Linked DNA regions of Pan troglodytes: region 1 is linked to region 2. The links are chromatin contacts, called in public HiChIP or PLAC-seq maps. All regions are on one chromosome and are shown on one strand. Each heading gives the region's core, a stretch centred on a gene start, on an enhancer-like site or on the middle of the called end of the contact. The rest is flanking DNA. Distances are from core to core; before and after follow the strand shown. Region 1 holds the start of ST3GAL2 (ST3 beta-galactoside alpha-2,3-sialyltransferase 2). Region 2 holds the start of FCSK (fucose kinase).

Region 1 (6,246 bases), core at 1,522-4,021, 58 kb before region 2:
GCACCAACCAGATGCTTACAGGCCCAGCAAGTGCCACACAGGAGTGAAATGGCAGGTAAGGTCCACAGCCAACAGATCTGAGCCCCGGCAAAGAGAGGCAACTTCAGCCAATTGCTGCCACGTGGGATCATGAGCCCAGAAGGGCCAAAGTTTCCCATTTTTCAAGACACACTGAAAATAAGGATTTCATATGAAACAAGAAAAATGAAATACTCTTTTTTTTTTTTTTTTTTTTGAGATAGAGTTTCACTCTTGTCGCCCAGGCTGGAGTGCAATGGCGCAATCTTGGCTCACCGCAACCTCCGCCTCCCGGGTTCAAGGGATTCTCCTGCCTCAGCCTCCCGAGTAGCTGCAATTACAGGCATGCTTCACCACACCCAACTAATTTTGTATTTTTAGTAGATATGGGGTTTCTTCATGTTGGTCAGGCTGGTCTCGAACTCCCGACCTCAGGTGATCCACCACCTTGGCCTCCCAAGGTGGTGGGATTACTTTTACTCAAAAGTAAATTACTTTTACTCAAAGTGCTGGAATTATTTTTACTCAAAAAAAAAAAAACCCACATAAAAATAAAATAAAACATTATGTGGATGGAGCCATAACTTGATGGGTTTGTGGGTGAGCAGGGCCTGCTCAGGGGATGGGAGATTGATCTGTAGAGGGAGCTTGGCTCCAAGATGAGAATTCCTATATAAAAATTAGCCAGGCGTGGTGGCACGTGCCTGTAGTCCCAGCTACTCTGAAGCTGAGGTGGGAGGATTGCTCGAGCCTTGGGGGTCAAGGATGCAGTGAGTCAAGACTGTGGCCACTGCAAAGACAGTGAGAACCTGTATCAAAAAAACGCTGTCACAGTAAGAGCCCACGGGGCTCCTAGTGGCCCCAGCTCTGCAGACCCTGGTCCTCGGGCACTCTTGACAGTCTAGGCTGGAAGGCAGGTTCTGTGACATCATTCTGATAAGCATGATCACATGAGCTCATCCCTCGCAGCTTGGGAGCCTGCAGGGGCTCAGTGCTGACATGGCTCCACCCATGACATGTGTGGCAACGAGATGGCCTGCAGAGCCTGGGGAGTGACACTCCAGAGCCTTGGGGCAAGGTAGAAGGAATTAAAAGTAGCAGAAAAGTGATGACTGGAAAGACAGGGAGGACCCCCCCAGCCCCACCCCTTCACCTCCCTTAGCCCCTGAGGGTTCTTTTCATTGCTTGTTTTTTTTTAACTCTAGAATCAGACAACACATTATTTCATAAAATAGATTAAGTAGTCCCTGCACGGCTTTCTTTTCTTCTTTTTTTTTTTTGAGACGGAGTCTCACTTTGTTGCCCAGCTGGAGTGCAATGGTGCAATCTCGGCTCACTGCAACCTCTGCCTCCCAGGTTCAAGCGATTCTCCTGCCTCAGCCTCCTGAGTAGCTGGGATTACAGGCACGCGCCACCATGCCTGGCTAATTTTTTTTTATTTTTAGTAGAGACGGGGTTTCACCACGTTGGTCAGGCTGGTCTCGAACTCCTGACCTCATGATCCGTCCGCCCCGTGCTCTCAAAGTGCTGAGATTACAGGCGTGAGCCACCACGACCGGCCTTCCCTACAAGGCTTTCTTATCCCAGCCCAGTAAAAAGTCTTCTAGCAGTTGTAAAGAACCAAGAAAGGGGCTCTGTTCTCATGGTATTTACAATTATTTTGGCTGGGCATGGTGGCTCACGCCTGTAATCCCAGCACTTTGGGAGGCTGAGGCGGGCAGATCATCTGAGGTCAGGAGTTTGAGATCAGCCTGGCCAACATGGTGAAACCCCGTCTGTACTAAAAATACAAAAAAATTAGCTGAGGGAGGTGGTGCATGCCTGTAATTCCAGCTACTCGGGAGGCTGAGGCAGGAGAATCACTTGAACCTGGGAGGCAGAAGTTACAGTGAGCCGTCACTGTGCCACTGCACTCCAGCCTGGGCGACAGAATGAGACTCCATCTCAAAAAACAAACAAACAAATAAAAAACAATTATTTTGAGCCAATGTTCATAAATTAGGATATTTAGTTTTAAAATCTGGATTTCTAGGTTTTCTTAAAAAAAAAAAAAAAAAAACCCAGATCCAGCCTTGTGCAGCAACAACTGCTGGGGCCTAGGGGCGGCTGCCTCCTTCCTCTGGGGCAGGCCCCCCATGGCTGTACTCCTCACTCCCACCTGCTCCCTGTGTCCCTGCTGCCTGCCTGGTCCAGGAGGCATTTCTGGCCTATGCTCGGGTCCTACAGGCACTAGAAAATACTAGCCCCCTCCATCAGGTCAATGCTTGCTCTGCCCTTCAGTAATCTGTGATCCTATAAATGGCTTGGTCAAACAGGCATTTTGTCAAGGCTCTGGGGGCCAGAAATCCAAGAGGGGGCTCTGAGTGGCTCTAAAACTGGGGGACAGATCCCTGGAAGGGAGCAGCAGCTCTTACCATCCACCACCTCTGGACATCGGGTGGAAGATCCATGTTCTCTCGGGTCCAGACGGGGGAAATGTTACCGTCAAAGTGGCTGTCAAACCAGTCGGAGGCACCGGCATCGCCCATGCAGCGGCGACAGGCGCAGCTCTTGCCCGAGAGCCTCTCCTTGCTGAGGCGCTGCAGGCCGGCATAGCCGGGCACCAGCTTCACCCGGTGCGTCCCATCCAGGGCCCCCGAGTCCAGGTAGGGGAGCGTGGCCATGCTGTGGTGCGAGTAGGTGAAGAGTAGGGACATGATGAACACCAGCAGGAAGGCCACGGAGAGGAACCACACCCGCAGGGAGCACTTCATGGTGCCGGCAGGCGGGTGGCGGTCACCGTGGCCACTCTTTTCCCAGCCCGCTGAGGGGCCAGCCACGGCGTAGCCTGCCTATTCTGGCACCACATGCAAAGGGCATAGGGTCACGTGCTGCAGCAGGGGACAGTGGCAGGGGTCCCTTGCCATGCCCTCCCTCAATGTAGGGAGAACACACGTTGGCAGGAGTGGCTGTCCTGCCCCTGAGTCAGGCGGGGCCCCTGCTTAGGGCTTCATCGGGTCTCTCCGTCACTAGCTAGGCCACAGAGGCTCTGCCTCTCCTGCCACCCTGGTGAGGGGGAGGTCAGTCCATTGCAGCCCTCTAGTCCCTTGGGATTGCTGGCTGCCAGCTCTAGGGGTCCCCCTCTTTGGCGGCTTGAAATAATCCAGTCTGGAGCAGTCGGGGTCCTTGTGGTTCATGAGCAGACAATGAGGCGGCCCCTCGTTCCCGGCAGCGGGGAAGCCCTAGAACTCCAATCACAACAGAGAGCACATGGACTTCAGGGGACTTGGGTTCCATGCAAGCGTTGTCCCACCTCCTGGCCCAAAACCTCTGCCAGAGGAGGGGAGCCAGACCCCAACCCTGAGAGGACAAAAACAGGAAGCTCTGTGAGTGTGGGAAAACCCCGCTGCAGAGATCGAGATCCTTTCCGCAGTAGGTCTTGCCCTTCTGCTTCCCATCTGAGGTGCTGGTCCCTTCTCCTGGTGGCCCCAGCCCCAGCTGCAGTTGCGTAGGGGTCGCAAAGCTCCTACTGTGACTGTGGGGTCCTCTGGCGCTGGGAACAGCTGCTGTTCAGCGGGGCACTGTGTCCAATACCATCTGGGTCAGGCGAGCTTGTGCTGAGCTCCCCACCAGGGTCCAGGTCTCCTTCCTAATACTCCTGGCCCGGGTTCTGCCCATCCCCACTCCCCCGGGGCCAGCCTATCCTGCTGTTAGCTCACAGTAATCCCCTGGCAGGTTCCCCTTCACATGTCGGGCGCCAGGCTGCCGCAGCACGACCCTAGAATGGCAGAGAGGAGAAATAATGTGCGGATGAATCACACGGGCACCAGGCTTTGTCCCAGCCCCACCCCAAGCCCCAAAGCTAGCAGGAGAGGAGATGCCCACTTAATCAGAGGGTGGACATGACCAAGGGCTCTGCCCTCTAGCTGCACAGATAGCATCGCTCTGTGGGACTCCAGGGCCTGGAGGACTAGATTAGCCCAGAGTCTTCACTTCTTAGCCAGAAGGTAAACGAGTCAAGTGATTTTCCCTAAGCCACATGCTTTCAGATTTAGAGAGTTCCTAGCCCAGCTATGTACAGTTAATTTCAGGAGAAAAGTCAGAGAAAACAGCCCAGAGAAGATTCCAGGGGACTATGGACACTGACTGCCCCCCACAGCACTCTCTGGAGCCTGTCAGTGCCTGCAGAGGCCTCTCCCAATCAGAAGGGAGGGCTGGCCGGTCTCTGACCGCCCCTCTTCTCTCGACTGTGGATTATCAATGAGGCATTGCTGGGTCCACTCAATGAACCATGAACAGTCCTGTCAGCTCCGCCGTTGGGGGAGAACCTGGCTGTGTCAGGAGGTGTGGTTGCTGGGCTTGGTCCTGCCCCTGGACAGCCCTGAGGGCAGTTGTCTACATCCATCTGTACATTATGGACAAAGTGAATGCCAGGGTCCCTGGTAGCACTGACAGCCTGAGGCCTCATGCGGCCCTTGCAGGCAAGAACAGGGAGAAAAGGCCACTTGTAGGCAGTTTGGGTCTCAGCCATAAGGAAAGGAGCTCGGATCCATGCCAGGCGTGAGGGAGCCACACCAGGTGAGAGGAACGCTGAGAAGGGAACCCCTGAGCACTGGCTGTGTGCCGTGGGAATCTTGCAAAGCTGGCTGCCTCGCCTCTCCCCAGCTCCCCTCCAAATCTGCCTAGCGGTGCTGCTGACCTAGCCCCTGGGCCTCTCAGTGCAGCCCTGTTGCCTGTCCTTGTTGAAGTCTCCAGCCCACTTTTGGGGTCTCCTGGCTGCTTCCAGCAGCTGCAGACAAGGCCTCTCAGGCTCTGTGTTCAAGAAACCTAGCTGCCCCTCCATTTGTGGCCACAAAGCCAGCAGGGAATGGAACGAGCATATTGCAGTAAGGACATTATTCTGGGTGGGAAATGATGTTCACAAAAGTAGAAGAACTTACCTAAGGTCACGACGTTGTGAGTGGAGGTGACTTTGGGATAGGCCATGGCACAGAAAGAAGGCTGTGGCCTCCCTGAACTACCCACGGCTCAAGGGTGAGAGGGAAGGAGATGTGGAGTTGGCTTCTCAGGGTCGAAAGTGAAGCCCCGCCCACAGGCCTCATCAGGGCTCCTGGCTCTAATCCACGGAGACCCCAGCAGCACTGGCTCAAAGGTGCTTCTTCCAATGTTCTGCTGTGCCCATTTAGCAGATCCCACTCTAGGCATGGCCTTGGCTGAACAGTCTGTAGATGGGAAGCCAGGTCCTTGTCTCCTCTCATTCTCCCTTTGCCTGCTGCATGCCCAACATCTAAGGACAGAACTCGAGTTCTTTCAGGGTCCCACTCCCAGCTTCCTGTGACCTGAGGAGAGCCAGTCATGAGGCAGGTGGCCCTGGAAGACAGTGACTTTGCAGCTGATGGGAGCGAGAGGTCCTGCCTGGGGAGACCTGTTTTCTGGCTGGGCAGCCCCGCAGTGGCCACTGAAGGCGGGGGCTGGGCAGAGCTGGCACAGGAGGCTTCCAAAGGAAGCAACTCAATCAGGGAAGTCATTAACTCCTTGGGATTCTAGATCAACGCAGGGGGCACCCGAAGGAACTGCACTGCCTGTTGGGGAGGGGAAAATCCCTGGTTTTGACATGTCTGGAAAGAGCAGAGAAGTAGAGCATCTGGCAAAGGCCCTTGCTTTGGGAACCCCAGGTCCAGGTGTTACTGCAAATACAGGATGCTCAGCTTGTTGTGGTGAGGGCAAATGGAGCCATGGGGAGGAGCTAAAAAAAAAATCAAAGGCCCCCAAACACGCACTAAAAATCCCAAAAATGACCTGGCAATGACCCTCTCATAGTTCATTTCTACCTGTGCCCCTCAGCTGCCCACCACGTCATGGGCTTGCTCCCCTTCACAGCTACTCAGATCATTTTGTTAAGCCCATGCACACCTCAATATAAAGAGCTCGGAGGAGGCAGGCCCAATGGCTCATGCCTATAATCCCACCACTTTGGGAGCCTGAGGTGGGTGTATCACCTGAGGTCAGGATTTCAAGACCAGCCTGGCCAACATGGTGAAACCCCATCTCTACTAAAAATACAAAAAATCAGCCAGGCGTTGTGGTGGCCACCTATAATTCCAGCTATGCGGGAGGCTGAGGCAGGAGAATCACTTGAACCCAGGAGGCGGAGGTTGCAGTGCGCCAAGATCACGCCATTGTACTCCAGCCTGGGCGACAAGAGCAAAACTCCGCCTCAAAAAAAAAAAAAAAAGACCAGGCATGGTG
Region 2 (5,918 bases), core at 2,938-5,437:
GCATATGCTTCAAGACTAGAAGCTGTAGACTTTCGCGGTAAGCATTACAGCTTATAAAAGCAGTGTGGACCTAAAGAGTAAGCAGAAGCAAGATTTATTGCAAAGAGCAAAATAACAAGACCCACACAATGCCACAGGGGATCCTAGCAGGTTGCCACTGCTGGCTCCGCAGCCTGCTTTTATTCTCTTATCTGGCCCCACCCACATCCTGTTGATTGGTAGAGCTGAGTGGTCTGTTTTGACAGGGCGCTGATTGGTGTGTTTACAATCCCTGAGCTAGACACAAAGGTTCTCCACATCCCCACCAGATTGGTTAGATACAGAGTATCGACACAAAGGTTCTCCAAGGCCCCACCAGAGTAGCTAGGTACAGAGTGTGGATTGGTGCACTCACAAACGCTGAGCTAGACACAGGGTGCTGATTGGTGTGTTTACAAACCTTGAGCTAGATACAGAGTGCCCATTGGTGTATTTACAATCCCTGAGCTAGACATAAAGGTTCTCCACGTCTCCAGCAGATTCAGGAGTCCAGCTGGCTTCACTCAGTGGATCCCGCATTGGGGCTGCAGGTGGAGCTGCCTGCCAGTCCTGCGCCCTGCGCCCGCACTCCTCAGCCCTTGGGTGGTCGATGGGGCTGGGCGCCGTGAAGCAGGGGGCGGCGCTCGTCGGGGAGGCTCTGGCGGCACAGGAGCCCACGGTGTGGCCGGGGAGGCTCAGGCATGGCGGGCTGCAGGTCCGGAGCCCTGCCCCGCGGGGAGGCAGTTAAAGCCCGGCGAGAAATCGAGCGCAGCGCTAGTGGGCCGGCACTGCTGGGGGGTCCAGCACACCCTCTGCAGCCGCTGGTCGGGGTGTTAAGCTCCTCATTGCCCGGGGCTGGCAGGGTCGGCCGGCTACTCCGAGTGCGGACCCGCCAAGCCCACACCCACCCGGAACTCGTACTGGCCCGCAAGCACCGCGCACAGCCCCGGTTCCCACCCACGCCTCTCCCTCCACACCTCCCTGCAAGCTGAGGGAGCCGGCTCCGGCCTTGGCCAGCCCAAAAAGGGGCTCCCACAGTGCAGCGGTGGGCTGAAGGGCTCCTCAAGTGCCGCCAAAGTGGGAGCCCAGGCAGAGGAGGCGCGGAGAGCGAACGAGGGCTGTGAGGACTACCAGCACGCTGTCACCTCTCACTACCATGTCCTCAGCACTGTTCTAAGGCCTGAGGATACAATGGTGAACAAACCAAACATCCTGCTTTAATGGAGCAGGATGGGAATAATGACGGTAATCATAATGGTTAATACTTTTTGAGTATTTACTATGGAGTCAAGCATTTATCCTACCCTCACAACAATCTCAGATATTTGATACTATTATTAACTTACTTTATAGATGGTTACACAGAGTTAGAGCAGGGTCCATCTCCATTGTGACTGACCTCAGTGCCTCTCAGCCTCATTATTTTGTAAATTTATTTTTTTAATTTTATTTGTTTTTTGAGACAGAATCTCGCTCTGTCACCCAGGCTGGAGTGCCGTGGCACGATCTCAGCTCAGTGCAATTTCCGCCTCCTGGCTTCAAATGACTCTCCTGATTCAGCTTGCCGAATAACTGAATTACAGGCTCCTGCCACCACGCCTGGCTAATTTTTGTATTTAAAAAATTGGCCATTGGCGGCCGGGCACTGTGGCTCATGCGTGTAATCCCAGCACTTTGGGAGGCCGAGGTGGGCGCATCATGAGGTCAGGAGATCAAGACCATCCTGGCTAACACGGTGAAACCCCGTCTCCACTAAAAGTACAAAAAACTAGCTGGGCGTGGTGGCGGGCGCCTGTAGTCCCAGCTACTCAGGAGGCTGAGGCAGGAGAATGGCATGAACCTGGGAGGCAGAGCTTGCAGTGAGCCGAAATGGTGCTACTGCACTCCAGCCTGGGAGACAGAGTGAGACTCCGTCTCAAAAAAAAAAAAAAAAAAAAAAATTGGCCACTGGCTGGGCACGGTGGCTCACGCTTGTACTCCCAACACTTTGGGAGGCCGAGGCGGGTGGATCACCTGAGGTCAGGAGTTGGAGACCAGCCTGAACATGGTGAAACCCCGTCTCTACTAAAAATACAAAAATTAGCTGGGCGTGGTGGCACATGCTTGTAATCCCAGCTACTCAGGAGGCTGAGGCAAGAGAATCACTTGAACCTGGGAGGCGGAGGTTGCAGTGAGCCGAGATCACACCACTGTACTCCAGCCTGGGCAACAGAGTGAGACTCTGTCTCACAACAACAATAACAAAAAAATTGTCCAGGCTCATCTTGAATTCCTGACCCCGAGTTTTCTGCCTGCCTTGGCCTCCCAAAATGCTGGGATTACAGGCATGAGCCACTTCGTCCGGCCCTAATTTATATATATTTTAGAGACGGGGTCTTGCTATGTTGCTCAGGCTGGTCTCAAACTCCCAAGCTCAAGCCATCCTCCCACCTTGGCCTCCCAAAGTGTTGGGTTTACAGGCGTGAGCACCTGTGCCCGGCTTTAGGCTCCTTATTAACAACAGATTTGGAAAGTACATTCTTGTAAGAAAAATTCAAACAATACAGATAAAGCTCAAGTTCTCCCCGCTTGTCCCCACGCTTAGCAATCTCTCCCTAGCATGCATTCGCTTCCAGCCGTGTTCCTGTGTATCCACACACTATCTGTCCATAAACATTATTTTTTATTTGAGGGGCTTCCCATACATATTGCTCTACAACTTGCTGCTTTTCCCTTAACCTGATGTCCTGAACATCACTCCCTACTGAACATATAGAGCATCTGTCTTGCATGGATGTGCCTAGTTTAGTTTTCCAGTTGTAAACCAAAAAGCACCAGATACTGGTCTCAATCAATTTACAAGTTTATTTTGCCAAAGTTAAGAATGTGTGCACCTGGGAGACAGGTCTGTACCTTTCTCCAAAGATGATTTTGAGGGCTTCAATATTTAAAGGGGAAAGGTCAGATATTGGGGAAAGAGGAATTTTTTTTTTTTTTTTTTTTTTTAGACAGGGCCTCACTGTGTTGCCCAGGCTGGAGTGCAGTGGTGCAATCTCAGCTCACTGCAACCTCTGCCTCCCGGGTTCAAGCGATTCTCCTGCCTCAGCCTCCCAAGCTGCTGGGACTACAGGTGCGCGCCACCACGCTCAGCTAATTTTTGTATTTTTAGTAGACGGGGTTTCACCATATTGGCCAGGCTGGTCTTCAACTCCCGACCTCGTGATCCACCCGCCTTAGCCTCACCAAAGGGCTGGGACTACAGGTGCGAGCCACCGTGCCTGGCCTGAAAGAGGAAATTTTTTAAAGGCATGGGTAGGTAAGAGGCAAATGACTGCATTCTTCTGAGTCTTTGATAAGCCTTTCACATGTTAGAGGGGGATAGAGGACTAGTCACTTATGCATTCATCTAGCTCAGTGAATATGCATTTTTACATAAGAAAAAATAAACATAGGGCAGAGGAAGCAATGAGATATGCATTTGTCTCAGGTGAGCTGAGAGATGACTTTCAGTGCTGTCAAAGCCCAGCACCTGTGAAGATAAGCTATCAATTTACATTGTCACTGAAATTCCACACAACTGTTTTAGGGTACAGATTTGGGGGCACACAAGGAATTTCCTAGTGGGCAAATTGTGAGGGCCAGGCCATATCTGGCTTTTTCATCTTTGTAGTTATCTTGTTTAGGAATAAAATGGGAGGTAGGTTTCCCTGATGCAGTTCTCAGCTTGACTTTTCCCTTTGACTTAGTGACTTTGGGGTCCTGAGATTTATTTTCCTTTCACATAGTAACCTAGAGAGAGACACTCAGAGTATTTCCAATTGTCATCTATGACAATCAATGCTGCCATTCACAACTTTCCCAAAAGGTCCGCAGATCCCCTCCCCATTACGGAGTTGGAAAGTTTCTTCCCAAAGGATCCACGTGATGAAACCAGCGCAAACCTTTCCAATTGCAAATCGAATGGCAGCTGCTTCCGCTTGGGCAAAGCATGATTTTTTTTTTTCCTCCATCAGTGGATTTTTCTCCAGAGGAAAGCGGAAGCTCCTGGTGCCGTCCAGAAGGGGTTAAAAAAAAAAAAAAAAAAAAAAACAAAACCCAAACCAGAAAACAAACAAAAAAGCTACACATTAACCTGGATCCCGGAGTCCCAGGAAACGGGCCTGTGTCTTTAAGGCGCTTCGGTCCTCTGGGAGTTGTAGTTTCGTGGGTCCTGGAGCGGCCCCGTTCCCATCTCCCTTCTGGATCGCAGCCCCGCTGCCCTTCAGGAAAGCGCTGCCCCGGCCACCCACGCTGGCCTATGCGGTGGCTCCGACCGTGTTTTTTGCCGGACGGGGGCTCGGCCTTGGGGGGGCGCGGAGGTGAAACTACACTTCCCGGAGTGCACCGCGAGGGTCGCGCAGCCACGCGTTAAAGAGCCCGCTCCGCCGAGCGCCGAGCGCCGGGCGACGGCAGGTACGTCAGTTCGCGAGGGTCCCCGCAGCGCCCCTTGCGCCCCCTCAGCTTTCCGGTGCACCCTCCCTGACTGGGAGCACCGAGTCGACCCGCGGGCCGCCCGGTTCCTGACAGGGAAGAGTCCCCGGGAGCTCTGCGGTGCCCCGGGAGCCCACAGGTGTTTCTACGCTCCCGCGTCCACTTGGCCTGGGTCTTCCAAGGGGAGCCCCGCGACCGGGCTGGTGCGGCCGGACCTGCTGGCAGCTGGGACCGGGAGGGATGCGGGCCTCAGAGGATCCTCACCCTGAGGCAGGTGGGGCCCTGGATGCCGGCGCTGCTCTGATTTTACTTTGAGGCCGCTTCTCCTCTCTCAGTTTACCCGGCCAGGGCTCAGTATTATGCACAAATCTCAATGATGTGCTCTTGGGTAATTTACAAAACGATTTTACTCCCAAGTAACTTCTTTCGGTCTGTTATTTAGAAGGCAGCAAGTCAGAGTCCTCCGTGAGCCTTTTTTTCCTCTTTAAAGTTCTAAAATGTGCAGTCCCTGACCCACCTGTCTTCAAAAGGTTCATATGAAGAGTTCTTAGTACTTTATTCTATCTCTGGCTCGCCAACACTATCCCAGTCTTGGACAGCGTGGGGCTGAGGACACTAAAAAATATTTCAACTTGATCTCAGCAGATGAGGCTGTATTGAAAGTGGGTAGAGGCTGGGCGCCAAGGCTCATGCCTGTAATCCCAGCTACTTGGGAGGCCGAGGCGAGGGAATCGCTTGAACTCAGGAGATGGAGGTTGCAGTGAGCCAAGATCACGCCACTGCACTCCACCCTGGGCGACAGAGCGAGACTACGTCTCAAAAACAAAACAAAACAAACCACCACCACCACCAACAAAAGAACCTTAGGGCCTTAGGGCACACTTTCTCAGGACCTCTTGAGATTGTGTAACTCCAGCAAACTATTAATTAAAAAAAAAAAAAAAAAGGCCGGGCGAGGTGGCTCACGCCTGTAATCCCAGCACTGTGGGAGGCGGAAGCAGGTAGATCACCTATGGTCAGGAGTTTGAGACCAGCGTGGCCAACATGGCAAAACCCCCTCTCTACTAATAATACAAAAATTAGCTGGGCGTGGTGGTGCACGTCTGTAATCCCAGCTACTTGGGAGGCTGAGGCAGGAGAATCACTTTAACCTGGAAGGCGGAGATTGCAGTGAGCCGAGATCGCACCATTGCACTCCAGCCTGGCGACAGAGGGAGACCCTGTCTCAAAAAAAAAAAAAAAAAAAAAAAAAAAAAAAAAAAAAAAAAAAGCCAGGCATGGTGGCTTACACCTGTAATCCCAACACTTAGGAAGGCCAAGGCGGGAGGATTACTTGAGTCTGGGAGTTGTAGGTCAGCCTGGGCAACAAAGGGAGGCCCCATCTCAACAAAAAATAAAAAACTAGCAGGACTCATGCATAGTCCCAGCTACTTGGGAGGCTGGGATGGGAG

Evidence for each region. HiChIP or PLAC-seq counts read pairs in DNA pulled down with a chosen protein or histone mark.
Region 1: an H3K4me3 HiChIP or PLAC-seq map of stem cell-derived excitatory neurons shows a contact between it and region 2, with 4 times the contacts expected there. The contact joins the promoter of ST3GAL2 here to the promoter of FCSK in region 2. A contact is called at or near these places in 2 of 7 Hi-C or Micro-C datasets (induced pluripotent stem cells and stem cell-derived neural progenitor cells) and 1 of 1 datasets of contacts at active chromatin or transcription factors (stem cell-derived excitatory neurons).

What each region holds. Positions count from the first base shown.
Region 1 is chr18:72,283,176-72,289,421 of NHGRI_mPanTro3-v2.0_pri, reverse strand. ST3GAL2 (ST3 beta-galactoside alpha-2,3-sialyltransferase 2) reads right to left here and starts at 2,771. Exons shown (of 6, transcript NM_001037307.1): 1 at 2,433-2,771. The coding sequence starts at 2,771.
Region 2 is chr18:72,226,457-72,232,374 of NHGRI_mPanTro3-v2.0_pri, reverse strand. FCSK (fucose kinase) reads left to right here and starts at 4,187. Exons shown (of 21, transcript XR_010152451.1): 1 at 4,187-4,449.